Linked DNA regions of Sus scrofa: region 2 is linked to region 1. Evidence: chromatin contacts called from public HiChIP or PLAC-seq data. All regions are on one chromosome and are shown on one strand. Each heading gives the region's core, a stretch centred on a gene start, on an enhancer-like site or on the middle of the called end of the contact. The rest is flanking DNA. Distances are from core to core; before and after follow the strand shown.

Region 1 (5,762 bases), core at 1,284-3,783:
CATGTCCCTCTTACCCCTCCTCCAGTTCAGCAAATTAAGTGGGGCATTAAATGTAGAAAAATAAAGAAGACCTGACCTTTTACTATGATCTCAGGTGAAATATTTTGTCAGTCAGGTAGGAAGTCTTGACTTTGAAATAAGTTTGGGGCATCACCTCCCTCACTGCTCTCACCCTGCCTTTTGGGAATCTGCGTTTTAGCCAAATTAGTGCAAGGTCACACCAAAGGCCAAAGATAGTGGTATCAGGCCAGGGACCAGAGGCTACATCAAGGAAACATCTGCAGACAAGCCAGGGTATGAGAAGGAGCCATTCTGAATCACTTGTAAGAGAGGAGGGCCTGTAGACTATAGCACAGGCAGACCCAGGAAAACAAACAAACAAAAACAACCAGTTGAGGCCATCAGGAGGGAAAGGAACAGAAAATGAACCAGCTTTAGGGTGAGGGTGCTGCCTCTACTCTAGTCCTGGCTCTGCTACCAACTGGCTATGTGTCCCCAGACAAGAAACCCGAGTCTCAATTTCCTCAGTGGTAAAAAGAAAGGATTGAGCCACAGGGTTCTGAAGGCTCTCTCCCCCACCCCCTCCAGCTCTTACATTCTGGAGTGCACACGTGAGGCAGGCAGACAAAGTGGACAAACAATATGTGGTTAAGAAAACAAGTTACAAGTCAAACTCATCTGTATCATAGACTCCTAAGAAAACGGCTGTGGACTACTGAAGACACCTAAGAAAACTGTTGTGTACTATTAGAACTGAAGATTAGTTTCCAGTAACGTGTATAATAACTTTGACCCAGACCAAGATCATATATGGGAGTGGGGGAAGGCAGTTAAAGACTCTTTGGGCTCTGTTTCAGATATGATAGCCCTGTTCATCCTGTTTTAACTCCCATCATCTTGCTCAAAATCATATGGATAGGTAGACTTCAAGTTGCCAAGGGGAGCAGAGAAACGCCCAAATAATAATATCAGATCTGAGAACATGGTTGTGGTGGTTGTATAAATCACTTCACAATCTGGACTTTGCGATTACTTTCACCCTTCAGCGACTTGCAGCTCTCTCAAAGCGTTCACTTGTATCTATCTGAATGTTCTGGGTGGGCTGGAGAAGTGAATCTGGTGGGAGAGAAAGGTGAAGGAAGGAAGGGGCTGTTGTATTTGGCGGCGGGACTCAGGTAGAGGAAACTGCTACAAGCCGGGAAAGAACTGAAAAATATAAAAGAGGAGACGAGTTCCCACACGCAGACCAAGTCAGTGGCCTTAACAGTGCTTGGGAAGCAAGAACCTGGGCCAGGGGTGTATCCTCGCTTTTTTAAACGAAATGTATCTGAGACAGCTACTAAGTTTATTAGGGACTTGGGAGACCAATAGAGTTTTTGATCTCGAAGCCCTTTTCTTGTTTTTATTGAGGGAGAGCTTGGGTTCAGAATACATTACAAATGCAGCATCTATTCCAGTCTACTTATAGAAAGACGTCCTCCTGGGCTTCCCCCCTAAGCCCCCTGCCTCCCCTAGAACAGCACAGACTTCTAGGTTAAGGGTGAGCTAACCACTGCTCACCCCCAGCTAAGGCACCCAGGCTCAGGGGCTCCCCGCCTCCCCCGCTGAGCGAGCGGTGGGGGCCCCCCCGGGAGAGAGCCCAGCTGGGGGCCGAGCGCCCAGCGGCGAGCCCAGCTGCCCGCCCCTACCCGCTCGGCGAGCGAGGGGAAAATAAGATCGCCCTCGGCGAGGAGAGGGAGGTCGGGGCTCCGGAGCGGAGCGCAGCGCAGGGACCAGAACCCGCCACCTCTCCGGCCAGGCCCCTCCCCGGCTCCCCGGCCTTTTGGCGAGTTTGTCTTATTTTTAATTTCTCCGAGGCCAGCCAGAGCAGGTTTGCTGGCAGCCCGGCACCTCCAGCAGTCACGCGACCAGTCGAGCTCCCGGCCGCGCGCTCGGCGGCGGCGCGCTCGGGAGGCGGGGAGGCGCAGCGGCGGCTCAGGGGCCACCTTAAGGCCCAGCTCGCCAGTCTCGGCTGGGCGGCTCCCGGCGCCGCGACCAATGATCTCCTCCTCTGTTTAAATAGACTTGCGGTGTCAATCATCTTCTTCTTCGTCAGCCTCCCTTCCACCGCCATATTGGGCAACTAAAAAAAGGGGGCTCGTCTTTTCGGGGTGTTTTTCTCCCCCTCCCCTGTCCCCACTTTCTCGCCGCTCCGCGACTCCGACGCCGGCAAGGTTTGGAGAGCCGCTCGGTCGGCGGGACCCGCGGGCTCGCAGCGGCGGGGACTCGGACTGGCTCTGCCCCCTCCTCTCTCCGCTGCGCTCCTCTCCCCTCCCCTCCCCGCCCTCCAGCTCGCCCGTACACTTGATCGGCGGAGACTCGGGGCTGCCTGGCCCGGGCTGCCCCTCGCCCCCTCCCCCAGCCCCAGCGCGCTCCTGACGCTCGGGCGCTTACTCGTCGGTGTTTGTTTCTCTTGGCTCGGAGGGCAGCCGCAGGGCTTATAAGAGGGGCTCGGGCTGGGTCGAGGCGTTTTGTTTTGTTCGGTTTTGTTTTGCGAGAGCGCGAGAGAGGCGGTCGCCGAGCCCCGGGAGGAAGATGTCAAACGTGAGAGTGTCTAACGGGAGCCCGAGCCTGGAGCGGATGGACGCCAGACAGGCGGAGTACCCCAAGCCCTCGGCCTGCCGAAACCTCTTCGGCCCGGTCAATCACGAAGAGTTAACCCGGGACTTGGAGAAGCACTGCAGAGACATGGAAGAGGCCAGCCAGCGCAAGTGGAATTTTGATTTTCAGAATCACAAGCCCCTGGAGGGCAAATACGAGTGGCAGGAGGTGGAAAAGGGCAGCTTGCCCGAGTTCTACTACAGACCCCCGCGGCCACCCAAAGGCGCCTGCAAGGTGCCGGCGCAGGAGGGCCAGGGTGTCAGCGGGACCCGCCAGGCGGTGCCTTTAATTGGGTCTCAGGCCAACTCAGAGGACACACATTTGGTAGACCAAAAGACTGATGCACCGGACAGCCAGACGGGGTTAGCGGAGCAGTGCACTGGGATAAGGAAGCGACCTGCCACAGACGGTAATGACCCTTTCGAATGCATGAAACGTCTGTTTGTCTGCCTCTCTCTGTTTGTCTGCCGTGCTGTTTTCCCTGCTTGAGGATCTTAAACCTCCGCTTTCTTTTCAGCGCATTCTGACTTAGCTCTTGGGGAACACACCTTCCTCATCTTAGGTTTTAAATGCTATTTGGCTAGCTGCTGGTCTGTTTATGACTTTTAAGTCTGAAGCATGAGACTGTGCTATCTGATAATTTCTCTAACTGAAAACATCGCGGCTCCTCCCCGCTAGCCAGCTGTAGGTATGTGACAACGTTGGGATGTTTATCAACCACCTCCCTCTTCGCTTTGGAGAGAGAGAGATTTGGGGCGTAGAATACACTTTCTGTTATGTGAAAACAACCTCATTTTGTGCCCTTAAAGGCCACTGGGAATGACGGATCCAGGATGGTGGGTGGAGGTGGTGGGTTTTTTGTCCCCTCAGTATCGAGCCAACTTGTGTCAGCCATTGTTTTTTCTAATAAAGATTATTTGTGTGTGTTCTTTTTAAAATTCCCTCCTGCCTTTAGATTCCTCTCCTCAAAACAAAAGAGCCAACAGAACAGAAGAAAATGTTTCAGACGGTTCCCCGAACTCGGCTTCAGTGGAGCAGACGCCCAAGAAGCCCGGCCTCAGAAGGCGTCAAACGTAAACTGCTCGGTGGGTTGATCACTGGAAGCAAATAAGTGACACCCGATTTGGGCTGAAGGAACTCATGGGTTTTCAAACACCAAGATACCCGATCTTAGTGGTGTCTGGCAGATTAGAGCTTGTGGGGTTTTGTTTGTATTTTATGAGGTCCAAAAAAAGGAGGAATGGGAAAGACTGGGCATCAGGGTGGGGGTACTATAATTCTTCCCAGTTTCTCTGTCCTGAGATCATTTTCCTTTGAAGCTCCCAATGATTAGAGCAAGTGTCCCAGGCAAATACTTGCAACCAAGGCCCTGTGGGTAGGAAGGTCAGTTCCCTGAGAGTCCCATCAAAACGGTGTTGGGAACAATAGGTTCTTTTTCCATCTGAACAAGAGCGGGGGTCTGCCTCCATCCCACTTCAGGAGAATTCATCTCCCAGAGGACCAAGCTGACTCTAACAGATTTTGAGCCATACATGGAAAAAAATGGCAAATAAATGATCCAGTTAAAACTTTGAGGGAAAAGTTAGGTACAAATGGCTCATATCTGGTTAATCACATGGTTAGAAATGTGAATAGAGAGGAGTGTGGCTTTCTTTTATCTATCGTTTTCACAAAGTGTCACTTGCCCTGTTTTCTGATCAGTGTGGGGGATGGAGAAGGAACCTGTGTATTTAAAAAAAACCAAAATGGAAGGCTCAAAAACGCTAAGGTTCCTATGGAATTTCTGATAACACTGAAGTTACAAAGCAGAAGTTAAGTAACTCTGCCAGAGTAAGCAATCCAGGAACACGTCAGCATGTGTATGCTAATCGTGCTATAACAGGATAATTTGGATATTTGTAGGGGAAATGGATAGTAGATACCAGGGCTGCCACTGGTTAGGGCTACCCCGAACAAGGCAAGTGGACATTTTTCCACCTACTAAAATCTGATCAATGTAAAAAACTAATTTGCATAATTCAGCCCCCCAGCTTTACATGGATTGGTTTCCATAATGATCAAACTACATATATTAGTTAATAGTTTGTACACTCCTTACAGACAATGACCGTGACCTCTTTTTTTTCCCCTCCACAAACACCCTCATAGCTTAGCATTTAAAGAGATCCTAAGAGATGTTGACATTAACTTTCAAAATCCTCATTTATAAAAATTTTAAAATAAAGAACAGGGATGAAGGTAGGGTTCAAGTTTGTTGTGTTTTTACATCAGTGTCACAGGTAGGACTTTATTACATACGTCTGATATCTTTCAGAGCTTATACAACACGGCACTATCGAACCCTACGTTATAGCTGTATATGAAGTGAAAAAAATTTCTGAGTCAACCTTAACACCTGTGGCTCTTGTTGGTTGGTGACTCGTGGCCTAGCTCATCAGATGAGCCACAGCAAATCAGACCTACTGGATTTTGATCTGGCCGCATTCTGACATACAGAGAGGCATTTGTTAGTAAATATTGCCAGTTCAGCGAATACAGGAAATAGTAGTAAGGACCTCTTCTCAAGCATTCATGTGTGTATACTCTTCATACGACTGAGAAACTAGTTTTTTTTTTGGGGGGGGTGAATAGAATTTTCTTTGGTGAGCTTTTCTATTTCCAGTTATTTTTCAAATTTAGAAAATTTTGCTACTCTTAAGTGTTAACAGTTCCTTAATTTTCCTGTGTCTGTTCTTTCTCACTATTTTTGACCCCGATTCTCTAGACCAGGGTTTCTCAACCTCTGCACTGTTGCCATTTTGAGCCGAATAATTCTTTGTTGTGGGAGGGTGTCCTGTGCGTTGTAGAATGTTTTGGGAGCATCCCTAGCCTCTCCCAGTAGATGCCAGTAGCACCCCCTCCACACCCAGTATGACAAGCAAAAATGTCTCCAAACATTGCCAGATGTCCCCTGGGGGACAAAATTATCTACTGTTGAGAAGCACTGCTCTAGACAAAAGTACCCAGCGCAGGAGAAAGTAAAAATCTGGGGATTGAGATGGCTCTAGTCACCAACTTCTACTACATTCTTCCTTTTCCATCGCCCAGGTATTTCCCAATTAAGGCAGGAACAAAATAATTCT
Region 2 (5,762 bases), core at 2,386-4,885, 620 kb before region 1:
TCCCTCCATCTCTCTCTCTCTCTCCCCCTCCCTCCCTCCCTTTCCCTCCCCCCCCCTTTCCCTCCCTCCATCTCTCTCTCTCTCTCTCTCTCTCTCTCTCCCTCTCATAAGCTAAACCTTAAAAGGGCTGTGCTGCTGGGCTGGGGAGCTTGCTCTGCAGTGCACCTCCCTGCAGGGATGTTTTCCTGAGGTTGGCGGGAGACCGAGGGTCACTTTAATCTGTTCCATGACCCGTTTATCTCAACACTGGGGTCTTCAATTGAGTTGGTAATCACTCTAACAGCCTCTCTATCCTTAACATGCACGGACCAATTTTTGCCGCTTTTTGGCCTCTGCGATCCCCACTAGCAACAGCCTTTATGTACATAAAACCAGACAAACATTCACTGTACCTCACCAGCAGAGACCAAGAGATGTTCCTGCGACCTGAGCCAGAGAAGGCTCTGCACCACCATCGATTCTCACATGAACCTTGAGCTGCGGACAGGACCGAACCAACAGTGGGGACACAACAAGGACAGAATCAAGGGCTTGGGCGTTTCCACTTACAACCTGGGAATTGTGTGAAAGGCCAGGGGCTTAGCTTCGTTGGCTCTGGGCAGAACCATCTCCCAGCCTGAGCTGACCTGCCCTATAAGCCAAACAGAGGGGGAGCTCGATGCCAAGAGAGTTCAGAACCAAGAGGGAACTTACCCTCAGTCCTTGGAAAGGGTGAGACAGTGAACCCAAAAGTGGGTTCACTGGTACCAGGCCTGTGTCTTTCACTGTCCGAGAAGCCATCAGAAATCTCCTTCAATCCCACTGCTGCCATCGAATCTATTAAATAACAAAACCCAGCTGAGTACATTTAAAAGCTCTAATTGGGAGTTCCCATGGTGGCTCAGCAGGTTAAGGACCCAATATTGTCTCTGTGAGGATGCAGGTTCAATCCCTGCCTCGCTCTGTGGATTAAGGATTCGGTGTTGGCCCAAGCTTCAACATAGGTCTGATCTGGCATGGCTTTGGCTGTGGCCTAGGCCTCAGCGGCAGCTCCAATTCAACCGCTTGCCTGGGAACTTCCATGTACATCAGGGGCAGCCATTTAAAAAAAAAAAAATTGGAGTTCCCGTCGTGGCGCAGCAGAAACAAATCCGACTAGGAACCATGAGGTTGAAGGTTTGATCCCTGGCCTTGCTCAGTGGGTTAAGGATCCGGAGTTGTTGAGAGCTGTAGTGTAGGTCACAGACGCAGCACGGATCTGGCGTTGCTGTGGCTCTGGCGTAATCAGGTGGCTACAGCTCCGATTAGACCCCTAGCCTGGGAACCTCCATATGCCACGGGTGCAGCCCTAAAACACGGACAAAAGACACACACACACACACAAAATTTTTTAATGAACAATTCATGAGTCAGGCAACATCTCATCTAAGAGGTAAAGAGGAGCTCTGCTGAGCTGCAGAAAAGGAAGCTTTTTAAAGACAGAGCAGAAACAAGGAAAGTATTTGCAAAGATATAATGTTTCAGGCAAGGCCATCCTCCTGAAGGAGGATGTGAGCAGGGTCTATTAGCAGATTTCTCAGTCCTGACCAGGAAATTCCAGTTTAGCTGGAATCACATTCCTGGCTAAGGGTGACTTTGTAATTAGGATAGGTATTAAGTCTTGGCCTACTGCCACGGAGCCAACACACGTGACTCCAGTTGGGGCTTATGGTTTCCTTTTTCATAAGGGGCAGAGGTCCCTTTATCCACCTGACCGCAGGGGTGCCTCCTGGTAGGTACACTCTTGGGGGCAGGATGAAGGGAAAGGTCAGTGGGCCGGGCAGATACCTGAAGGGTAGCTTACTGTCACTGTCACAGAAGGAAGGAAATGCACCCCATTTTTAACAACCCTCATCCCTGAGTGACTGGATCTTGGTGGTCTCTATTCTATGAGTGCTCTTTTATGTTTTCTACCTTTTCTAGAGCACAATGTGTATTTTTAGAATCAGGAGAAAAGTAGGCTCGGTTTTTGTTTTTTTTTTTTTAATATATAACACGTCTGGAGGCCTGTCTTGAGTATGTGCCAGTTTGTTGGGTGTGGAAGGTGTGAAGCTGGGTGACTAATGGACATTGTCGTCAATGAACCCACCTCCTCGTGCTGACTGCCCCTTCCTTGTGTTCATACCTGTGTTCATACCTGCCAAGACCTTGTGAGATTCTAAATGGTTTCTGCCCCCAGTTTCCTTAAGTCATGTAACTCTGAAGTCCAATCACAACTGTGGTCCTTACTAGGCAATTTAGTTACTTGTTATATCCATTTGTTGATTCTTGAATTGTTTCAAATGAATCTATCTCTTCTTCCCAAAAAAAAGACTGAGTTTTTTTTTTTTTTAAAAAGACAAGACATTCTTAATATTTCTTGAATAGCCCTCCAGGTAACTAGACTTGTATTCATTATGTGCAATAAATATGAATTTGCTGGTGAAATTTCACTTTGAGTCACCAAAAAACTAACTTTCCCATAACTGCTGTCATTTGTCTCTCAGGGATGTTTACCTAATATTTAAATGGCCAGTCCTTTCCCCGCTTTTATGAAATCACCCTTAATTCCCCTTTCATTTCTCACTTCCTTCATCTTCCCAGTTTGAGTAGCCAGCACTCATATTTCATGATCATAAATATATACTTCAGTTAAGAATCTGGATAAAGCATAAAATCCTATCTGTTTCTTCTTTCTTATACATAGGGAATTCTATCCCTAAAATCATAAGCTATAGTGGTTTTTTGTTTTTGCATTTTGGGGCCATACCATACCCATGGCATATAGAAGTTCCCAGGCCAGGAGTCAAATCAGAGTTGCAGCTGCTGGCCTACACCACAGCCACAGCAATGCAGGATCCGAGCCTCACCCGAGACCTACACCACAGCTCACATCCACACCAGATCCTTAACCCACTGCGTGAGGCCAGGGATCGAACCTGCATCCTCATGGGTTCTAGTCGGATTTGTTTTTGCTGCACAGCAACAGGAACGCCCATGTAACCTATAGTCTTTACATGAGTTTTTGTGGGTTTTACTATGGCTGGGGTTAGATTCTGTTTTGAAAGCTTTTCCAGGGGTTCCATTGGAATACAACCTTTGAATCTCACAGGAGAGGTAACAGGATATAGTGGAAAGCCAGAAAGACCAAGATTTGGATCTCAGCTCACCTGACGGGGACCACTAACAAGATACCTTACCTCTGAGCCTCAGTTTCCTTATAGGCAAAATGGGAATCGTAACACCTGCCTCCTGATGTTAAGATTCAAGATGTCCCACAGGTGATCAGTAAACATTTGCTAAACTGATGAAATGGAAAGCACTCTCAGGAAAACACCCAAATAATTGTCTTTGTCCCAAAGGGCAGTGAGAGTCCTTGGGAAACCGTGTAGAACTCCTTTTCGAGTCAAATTACTTGGGCAAAGGTCAGCCCCTCCTTCAGTTAAAAAGCTGAGGGCAGGGCTTAACGAGGAAGTGGCTCTCTTTCCTGAGCCTCCCTCCAGCTCTAGTCCCAACCTGAAGAGGCTACACCCGCTGGGGTCTCAGATCACAAGAAGCCTCCCGCAATGAGAAGCCAGGAAGACTTGGCCAGAGTTTCCTCTTAAGTTTCGTGGAGAGAGACTCAGGTATAGAAATATCCTTACTGCCACCTGACCTGAAGCAGGAGACACCGCTAACAGCCTGGAGACCAGGTAACACCAGGAGGCACCAGTCTTCATTCTCAGCCTTTCCAGCAGGACCTGGGGTGGGCAGGTCCATCCTGGTTTTGCTAACTCACTAGAGATGAGCAGACCTCACGTTTCCCGAGTTTATTTCCAAGATCTTAGCATGTCAAACTCAGAAAGCAAAATTAAGAATCTAAAACTAAACGTTAAGCAACTAGTTTGGCGTTTCAAAGAAAGGGAAAGAAAGATATTTAGGTTTCTCTTTCATTTCTCCTTTGCTCAGAAGGCTTGGGATAGGTCAGTTCAGAATATGTAACTGGCCAAATGATTTTGAATTTTGTGCAGGCCTCTCTCACTGAGTGCGTGACAAGGTGCGTGATGACCTGACAGAAGCCTGTGGAAATGCAAGCTTCCTCCCCCAGAGCAGAAATGGGCTGCAGACAGGCGTGCCTGGGTTTGAGCCAGAGTCCTGAGCACATGTGGGAACTTGGACACAAGGTCTAGTCCTGGCAGACCCCCCTAGAGACTTCCTTGGGTACAAGGCTCAGGTGAAATGGGAAATTCTGCTCCCTCCCGAGGTCCCCACCCCCTTTGTTCATAATCATCAGAGCCTGAGTCTCTGTCTCTCAGTTTAGCTTCTATTGTAATGATTTTACCTCATTCCTCATTTCTCCCTGAGGATTTAAAGGACAGAAATGACAAACAGGAGGCGGGACGAAGACACTAGATGTTCAGGAAAGCGAGGGGGGAGGGCAGATTGCCTCTGAAGGGCATAAGGGGGGCAGAGGGGGCAGAAGGGCAGGTGAAAAGCAACCAGAAAACACTGAGCTCCTAATTTGGTCCTCAGGAATGAGCGTCCTCACTCCTTTTTTTTTTTTTTTTTTTTTTTTGGTGGGGAGGAGTCTTTTTAGGGCCACACCTGCGGCATATGGAGGTTCCCAGGCTAGGGGTCTAATCAGAGCTACAGCTGCCAGCCTGCACCACAGCCACAGCCATGCCAGATCTGAGCCGTGTCAGCAACTTACACCACAGCTCACAACACCACTGGATCCTTAACCCACTGAGCAAGGCCAGGGATTGAACCCACAACCTCATGGGTCCAGTCGGATTTGTTTCCGCTGTGCCACAGTGGGAACTCCCTCACTCCTGTCTTACATTCAGGTCTCAGCAGAGTGAGCAAATTTGAATTCCATCCAGCTTCCTGGGGCCCTGGGGCCACAGCCTCTGTGCCGTTGTAGGGTCTCTTTCCTCCGTGACCTGCCACAGGAAGGGAAGCAAAATCTAACCTCGACAAAGGAATCCAGAGCTAGAACAACCCCAAGGGTGTCCTGCCATCCTGGAGGTCAGGTGCCGCCCTGCCCCGCTCCTAGGGGACTAGCTGCGTGGGAACCCGCAGGACTTTGGCCATCTAGGGGTTGAGGGAGAGGGAATCTTCTGGGAGGGCAAAGAGGCCAAACAAAGACACCATGTAACCTCCCTCCCTTTCAGAAGCAGTTTGGTGTAGATAAGGAGAGGGTATGTAAATACAAAGAGTAGGGCTGGGGAGCCACTGAATTACAATAAGCCTCACACATCTGATCCTGGAGCTAATTGAACCCTCCAGGCTCTGCACCTACACCCTGGGACCCCACCCAGGACTTCCTTTCCATAAACATAAGCATAAAACTTACCTGTACATTTCCATTGACCCAGAAGTTGAGCATTTTGAACACGAATGGCTGAGAGCAGAAGGGCTGCAATGTGTGATAAAGTAACTCGCTGCTGCTCTGCACCAAGACGTTATGGTCAATTTAACAGCGCCCTCATTCACAGTGGGGATCAGTGGGATGCACTGGAAGTGTCTTAACTGAGACTGATGCCATGGTCTCCTCCGCACCGCTGCTCCTGGCCACTGTCTGCATGCTGCCGGGCTCTCTGCTTCTCTCTCTCGCCCTTGGCCTTGCCTCTTGGTTGGGCCAAGCACTCAGATCCTTCTGGCCTGTAATGTGACAAAAATCTCTGCCCCCAGATGGAAGGACCGTGTGCTCCATCCTGACCTCTGGTTTTCCCCCCTTTCAGCTGTTGCTCCTGCATCAGCCTTTTGCAAACCCCTCTCTTAAA

Evidence for each region. HiChIP or PLAC-seq counts read pairs in DNA pulled down with a chosen protein or histone mark.
Region 2: an H3K27ac HiChIP or PLAC-seq map of alveolar macrophages shows a contact between it and region 1. The contact joins the promoter of BCL2L14 here to the promoter of CDKN1B in region 1. A contact is called at or near these places in 1 of 5 promoter capture datasets (liver), 2 of 47 Hi-C or Micro-C datasets (both in embryonic fibroblasts) and 2 of 2 datasets of contacts at active chromatin or transcription factors (alveolar macrophages and skeletal muscle).

Annotation. Positions count from the first base shown.
Region 1 is chr5:59,732,602-59,738,363 of Sscrofa11.1, reverse strand. CDKN1B (cyclin dependent kinase inhibitor 1B) reads left to right here and starts at 2,533. Exons shown (of 3, transcript NM_214316.1): 1 at 2,533-3,049; 2 at 3,596-3,725. The coding sequence starts at 2,575. The coding sequence ends at 3,717.
Region 2 is chr5:60,355,604-60,361,365 of Sscrofa11.1, reverse strand. BCL2L14 (BCL2 like 14) reads left to right here and starts at 3,635. Exons shown (of 6, transcript NM_001315668.1): 1 at 3,635-3,689.